2 separate regions of the Ovis aries genome follow, and region 1 is linked to region 2. The links are chromatin contacts, called in public Hi-C maps. All regions are on one chromosome and are shown on one strand. The core of a region is the stretch at or near the end of the contact, and the rest is flanking DNA. Distances in the headings are between cores, read along the strand shown. Region 1 has its middle 94 kb from the start of STEAP3. Region 2 has its middle 23 kb from the start of STEAP3.

Evidence for each region. Hi-C and Micro-C count contacts between places; a contact is called where the count stands out from the background.
Region 1: a Hi-C map of hypothalamus shows a contact between it and region 2, with 6 times the contacts expected there. The contact joins two enhancer-like sites. A contact is called at or near these places in 7 of 16 Hi-C or Micro-C datasets (hypothalamus, liver, mixed tissues and 3 more).

Annotation. Positions count from the first base shown.
Region 1 is chr2:184,638,665-184,642,180 of ARS-UI_Ramb_v3.0, reverse strand. No RefSeq gene overlaps it. Among named protein-coding and RNA genes, the nearest start is that of STEAP3, 94 kb to the right of the region's middle. Within about 2 kb of position 1,375, at least 4 of the 54 cell types and tissues checked have an H3K27ac peak or open chromatin away from gene starts, as enhancers often do.
Region 2 is chr2:184,522,245-184,525,798 of ARS-UI_Ramb_v3.0, reverse strand. No RefSeq gene overlaps it. Among named protein-coding and RNA genes, the nearest start is that of STEAP3, 23 kb to the left of the region's middle. Within about 2 kb of position 2,013, at least 3 of the 54 cell types and tissues checked have an H3K27ac peak or open chromatin away from gene starts, as enhancers often do.

The DNA.
Region 1 (3,516 bases), core at 126-2,625, 120 kb before region 2:
ATATTAATCAATGTATTTGGAATATAGAAAAGGAAATATAGTAGTTTTTAAGGTTAGCAATACTAGACTTTTTGAGTTAATGAATTTTCTCTTTTGTAATAGATCACTGTATTTTGTTATAAATCACTGTGTCCTTGCTATGTAAAAATGTAACTTTATCACTATCTTAAGACTTAACAGATCTTAAGGGGAACATTGGTAAAAGGATTTTCATTTGTTGGACTGAAGTTTGCTGCTAAATCTCCACATTCCCTGCCCGTATAATGAACATAACTAACATATAGGAGAAATAAGTATTAACCTTTAAGATTAATCATGTTAACCTTGGGTTAAATATATTCCTTTCTTGATTGTAACTCACTGCACCCTCACCCTATAGGAATGCAACCCTTATTTGGAGGGTGGTGCCTGGTTTAAGAAAAACACCCTTGGAAAAAATAAGTTTTTTGGTTATCAGAAAGAAAGGGTCGTAAAATGTCAGCAGGCCTCACGGCCAGAAGATGATGTAAAACCCCTAAGATCTTTTTTTATGTAAAGCACCTGATTTTGATAAAGGTCAGGACTGCTGACCCCCACATGACTCTGTATTCATCCCTATGTGTAACAAAAGGTATATAAGCAAACTTAAAGAAATCGGGATCAGTTTCCAGAAAGACTGATTCCCCCATGTCGCTTCTTTCTTGCGCCCCGTTTTTCTGGCTGAATTCCCATCTGGAGCGTGGGTGCTCACCATGTCTACTTACTTGCCCCGGCTTTCAAGCCCACGCGAGAAGGAGCCAAAGGAGTGGCACCTTCTGATATTCAAGTGGTGCCGGTGGCCCAACATAGATGGTGCAAATTCCTTGTCTTGGAATTTTATTGGTATCCCACGTAAACCAAGTTATTCAGCCTCTTTTTCTCTCTTGCTGTTTTCTGACCGAATTCCCATCTGGTGCATGGGTATTCACCAAGCCTGCTAATTTTGCCTGGGCTTCTAAGATTGGACAGGGGTGGGTGAGGGGGCCTCAGTGCCTCCTCTCCTTTGGGAGAACGGGAAGATGCCTGCGGCCTACGTAGGTAGTGATTGATATTCCATGTAAACCAAGTTATTCAGCCTCTTTTTCTCTGCTAACTTTCTAATCCCTCTCTATCTGTAATTAAATAAGTTATTTCCAAGGACGCCGACTCCGTCCCCACCTTGGAATCACCCTGGATCCACCGGGGCTGGACCCCAGCATCCCATTACATGGGGGGATAATAACTCTGACTGCACAGGATTGCTCTGAGCTTTAGCAAAATGGCCTACTCAGTGCCTGGCATACAGATACTCTATTTTGGGAGGAACTATCGTGTTGGCTGTTTCCACAAAGAAGACCATTCATCCTATTTAGGGACAATCTAAACAGAGAATGGGGTTGTCCCACATCAAACACTGGGCAGTAGAGCCAAGCCTTTACAAGTATATCCTGCTGCTTGCCAATTTTCTTTTGACCTGTTGGCTCCAATGACACAGCCCAGTAGTGTTCTTGGGACCTGGTGAAGAATTCATTTTTCTTTTTCCAAGAAATCTTCCCATCTTATTCCCTTTCCTGCAGAGCCTTGTGGCAGAGAATGTGGCTAACCATTAACAATGTTAAATGTTTCTTGTACCTGTCCCTTTTCTTCTGGTTGGTGTTATTCCCAGTTAGGATTGAGTTAATTGACAACAGCAGAACAATTTAAATGCCCCCTTTAAAAGAATAAGGATTATTCTTTTTCTATATTCTGGATATAACTTGCTTAAAATGTGGATAAGGGCGGGAGTTGGTAGAATGAATGGATTCCAGAGAGGTGGATACAGAGATTGTTCAAACAAATTTCATTTATGGGAAGAACAATTTTGAAAAGCAGGTTTTGCCATTTGAATTTTCTAGATACCTGCGTGGGATTCTTTATTGGTGCTGATTAATTTCTGGCCATTAATGTGACGATCTTACAGAGCAGCTCTTCCTCTAATGTAACATCATTCTTGCTGTTTTAGCCTATATCCACTGCAGACCAGAAGTCCAGGCAGCAGGTCAGGTGGAAGGAAATCCTCTGTGGACTCAGCTCAGTCTGCCTGCTGTCTGCCACCAGGTGTCAGCAGAGCCCACTGGGCCTCAGAGTTGCCAGAGCAGAGAGGGCTGAGCCCTTTGTCAAAGACTGCGCTTAATGGATGGGCTTCCCAGGAGGTGCTAGAGGTAAAGAACCCACCTGCCAGTGCAGGAGGTGGAAAAGGCGTGGGTTCGATCCCTGGATTGGAAAGATCCCCTGGAGGAGGGCATAACAACTCACTCCTGTATTCTTGCCTGGAGAATCCCATGGACAGAGGAGCCTGGCACGCTACAGTCCATAGAGTCACAAAGAATCGGATATGACTGAAGTGGCTTAGCAGCAGCAGCAGAAGGTAGGTTTATACACCTGTCAAGTCAGCTTTGCAGTACTTCAGCAGAAAGTCAAAGCCTTCAACCAGTAAATGATTTGTTGTACTCCTGTTCAAAATGATCATGTGATTTCTACTGCCTAAAATTTTAATTTGTTTCAGGAATCAGCACCTAAGGATTACAAAACCAACGGCTACTTTTAATCAGTTGCACCTCTGTAATCTTCCTTATTTCTACAATGTATACCAGTAAGGTGTTCATGCTTCAGAAAATGCTTCTACTTATTTGTTGAGGATGATGTTTGAAGGTAAGGATTGAGAGGTGGCAAGGAAGTTTTAATAGATCCTTTTCCAAAAGCTTCCGAGTATACTGCATTATGTGCAACTTCCTTTGTTCGGCTGAGGTTAGATGCTTAAGCCAGTTCCTTCCAAACCAGTGATGTTTGTGAAAACATTCTACTTGGTGGAAGACCTTGGGAGCTCTCTTTTTTTGAGCTTTAAAGCAGTGCTCACAGCTCCAGGAGCACAGAGTGACTCGCACCTCAAGGACATAAAAATTACTTTACACAAGGTGATGTCTCTCTTCCGTTTTAAAGGCTGAATGTACTCACACATGATTAGGCATTGCCTTTAACCCCTAACAGTTTATAAAAACCCCTGTGTTTGTTTCTGAATTATTTAAAAAAATTTTTTTAAACATCATTTTGAGTTAGTGAACAGAATTAAAAACCAATCTGGCATGGTACAGAATTGCCTGTGGGTTCTCTTCATGGTTCGGCTTCAGTCTGGCCATTAGAAGAAAACTTTTTGTGTAGACAGAGGGCTGAGCTGGTGCTGGGAGTGGGGCCTAGAGTAGATTTTAAAACTTTTTAAAAAAATTCTTTATTTTTTATTTTTGGCTATGCTGGATATTCGTTGCTGCATGGGGGCTTTTTCTCATTGCAGAGAGGGGGCTTCTCTTCATTGCTGTGTCTGGGGTTCTTCTTGTGGTGTCTTCTCTCATTGCAGGGCACAGGCTCAAGGCGCACAGCTTCAGTAGTTGCAGCATAGCACGAGGGCTCAGTAGTTGCACGGCATTTGAATCTTCCCGGACCAGGGATTGAACTGGTGTCCCCCACTTTGCAAGGTGGATTCTT
Region 2 (3,554 bases), core at 764-3,263:
GATCCCCTCAGATGTGTTTATCTGTGCCTGTGCGCCCATCCCCTGGGGTACAAGGGCATGTCGTCTAAGGCTCTGCACCTGTGACTCTGAAGCCTCAGGCTTTTAAGCCACACTGCCTGCACACATGCGCAGATGGCTGAGTGCAAGACTAGCGCTGCTCCATGAAAGCCTGGCTACCCTACCTCAAGCGGTGTAATTGACATTGAGCTGAGTCTAGAATTTGCCCAAAGCACAGTCTTCTTCCATTTTTCTCTGTTCTGCTCCTCCTGCTCCCTTGCTGGTTTCTCCTGGGAGCACTCTCTTAGCCAGTCTCATGAACTGCCATCTCAGGGCCTGCTTCTGAGGAATGGACCCACGACAACCAGTGGGGACAAAACACAGATATGGACTGCTCCTGGTGCTCCCCTTGGGAATGCAGTGAATGTGTTCTTTCAGAGCAGAGTTTCACTGCAGAAGGGACTCTTGAACCTACCCAGTCTCACTTGGCTCAGTTGGGTAGACCAGATGACCAGCACAGGCCAAGGCAAGGCAACTTCCTAGGGCGCAGGTGAGAACAGCATAATGTTCAACTGCAGACTACAAGCTCAGGCCCCAGTGCAGCTCAGCTGCCCTGGATGAATAACCCTAACCACCTTGGTTTTTAGCCCCTTTGCCCAGTGTGAGCAAAGCCAGAGTCCAGAATAAGAGAAGTGAAATCCCACTTAAACCAGTACAGCCACAGAGCTGGATGGAGTCTCCTAGGTTACCTTGTCTTATATGGCGAAGGGGCTACAAACCAAGGTGTGTGGCCCTGGGGCAGCTTATTGTCTGCAGGCCAGGTGCAGGGACCTGACGTTCCTGAGTGCTCAATCACTCAGGTCGCAACTTCCTCCGTCAGGGGGTCTTCCTGACCCAGAGATCGAACCAATGTCGAACCAATGTCTCTTATGTCTCCTGCACTGGCAGGCAGATTCTTTACCACTAGCGCCACCTGGGAAACCCCTGATGTTCCTAAAGGAATGAAGAAGGCCTGATAGAATGAGTGGAGATTGAGCTTTGAAGGATGAAGGGAGGTCACTAGTGAGAAAGGGCAGGCATTTGAGGCAGAGGGAGCCCCTTCTTACTGCGTGATCTTGCCCAAGTTGTTTGTCCTGTTTAAGCCTGGCTTTCCTTTTGTGTAGCATGAGGGCAGCAACAGTACTTAATTCCTAGGGTGCTGTAATGGTGAACTAAGCAGGTGAAGTGCTTAGGACAGGGCCTGACCCATAGCAAAGGCAGAGATAACATGAGCTATTATTGCCATGTTTATATGAGGAAGAGCCAACGGAACTGAAGATGTTTGGATGGTCTACTCAACAAAGACCTATATGTGCACACCAAGACCCAGACCAAATAGGATCTCCTGCTGTCTTCTTATTTCTTCTCCTTTTATTTCTTCTGCATCACTGGTTCCTCTAAGTTTCCATCCCAGCAGGAGTGATTCCTCTGCCTCCGTGTGGACTGAAGTTGGAGGTCTTTACTAAGGTGGGAAGCCTCAGGATGTAAGATCAGCCTCCCTAGGGACCTCCCCTACAAGGTCTGTTATCTGTTGGGGGAGGCGTTCAGATGCAAGCGTGGGTTCCTGCCATCTCAGAGACGGCACTTCCAGAGTTTCTAAATTTCAATTCCTAGGTCTATGCAAAATAGAATCGGCCATCTCCTCTTTAGGCATCCTTGTGTGTGCCCTGGAGTGGATGCTGTGCTGTGTTACCCAGACCCCCATTCTAGGCAGAGTCACTTGCTTCTCCAGCTGCCTGGAGTAAGTATTGGCTACAATGGCAGGATCACTGCAGTCCATTCTGGCAATTGCCTTCAGCTGGAGCCAGAAGCTCTGCCTAAGGCCCACACTCTTGCTGGGAGTGGCCCATACTCTAGGGCTTGGGAGCAGGGTAAAGGCCAATCTTCTTGCCTCATTTGAGACAGCTCTGAAAGGCCATCAGCTCAGCGTTCCTCATAGAATTAGCTGAGGACTCCGTGACTGCAGCTCAGTATAAGTCTGCCCTCTGTCCAGTCTTGCTTCCGTCATTCCCTCACAGGTGTCGACCTTCTGCATGCAAACCTAAGACACACCCTGTGCATTGTCTCTATGTCTGTTTATTTCCTCCAATAAAACTGGGGCCATGTGTTCTCCATACCAGGGTCCCCAGCATGTAGCACAGAACAATGATGTATTAAGATTAGTGCAGGTGCTATCAGAGTCCAGAGCAGAAAATACCCAGCTAAGATGGGTGGCTTCCAGGCAGAGGTGGTGTCTGAGCCAAGTCCAGTACTAGCCCTTTGTGAGCCAACTCGACTGGCCAGCAAAGCACAGAGGTCTTGGCTCGGATGAGGGGTTCCAGGACTAGTACCCATCCCCAGGCTGCAGGTTCCTGAAGAGGGTGGTGATTACAAGCTCCCAATGGCCTCCAGATGACACCTAAGCCTCAGAATGAAGGCTGAGAATTCACAGGGAGGGGGAAGTGTGAACAACCAGTTCCATCAGTGCAGAGTACGGCAAGAGGGATGGAAGCCAAGCTGACCCTGGACTCTCCAGCCCATGCTGGCAGGAAGAGGGGGGCCCAGGTATCTCCAACCCCACTGGTTGCAAAGACAGTGTGGGAAGGAAAGGTGAAGCGTTGCAAACACACATCTAGAGCTGGGGAGAAGTTTGTGGAGAGCTGTTCAAAAAGGGTGGACAGACATGGGGTAGAAATAAGAGTTGGACCTTGAAGCCAACTAGTAAAAGTGGGAGGGGAAGAGAAGAAGGCTAAAGATCTGACCTGGGGTGGAGGAAGGGATGGTGCCCTGATGGTCAAGAGGGGAGGGTCGAGGGGAAGAGACACCGAGGAGAGGCAAAGAGATCTCAGCAGTCAGAGGGGTCAGTTGTTACTTGGATATCAGGGAGGCTGAGGCCAAGGGAAGCCACGGGCTGGTTTGGGGAGACCCCTGGTGGCTTATGAGAGGCTGGTCAGGGCACTGATTGAGAGCACAGGTTTTAGAATCAGAGCTGGCTCCAGGCTGTAGTTTCTTTACTTCCTGCCTATGTGACCTTGAGCAAATCACTTAACCTCTCTGGTTTCTATGTCTCAGTTCAGTTTAGTTCAGTCGCTCAGTCGTGTCCGACTCTTTGCGACCCCATGAATCGCAGCACGCCAGGCCTCCCTGTCCATCACCAACTCCTGGATTTCACTCAGACTCATGTCCATAGAGTCAGTGATGCTCATCCTCTGTTGTCCCCTTCTCCTCCTGCCCCCAATCTCTCCCAGCATCAGAGTCTTTTCCAATGAGTCAACTCTTCGCATGAGGTGGCCAAAGTACTGGAGTTTCAGCTTTAGCATCATTCCTTCCAAAAGAAATCCCAGGGCTGATCTCCTTCAGAATGGACTGGTTGGACAGAGCTGTAAAATGTGGTTGTTACAAAGACTAAAGGACACAACGGTTAGAAAAGCACTTGGCACAGTGCTTCGCCGTGGATAGTTTCAGTCACTAACAACTTTGAGGGCAGAGAGGAGAATATGCTTGAGAGGGGGCCAGGGTGAGAAAGGCTTTGTAAGGCT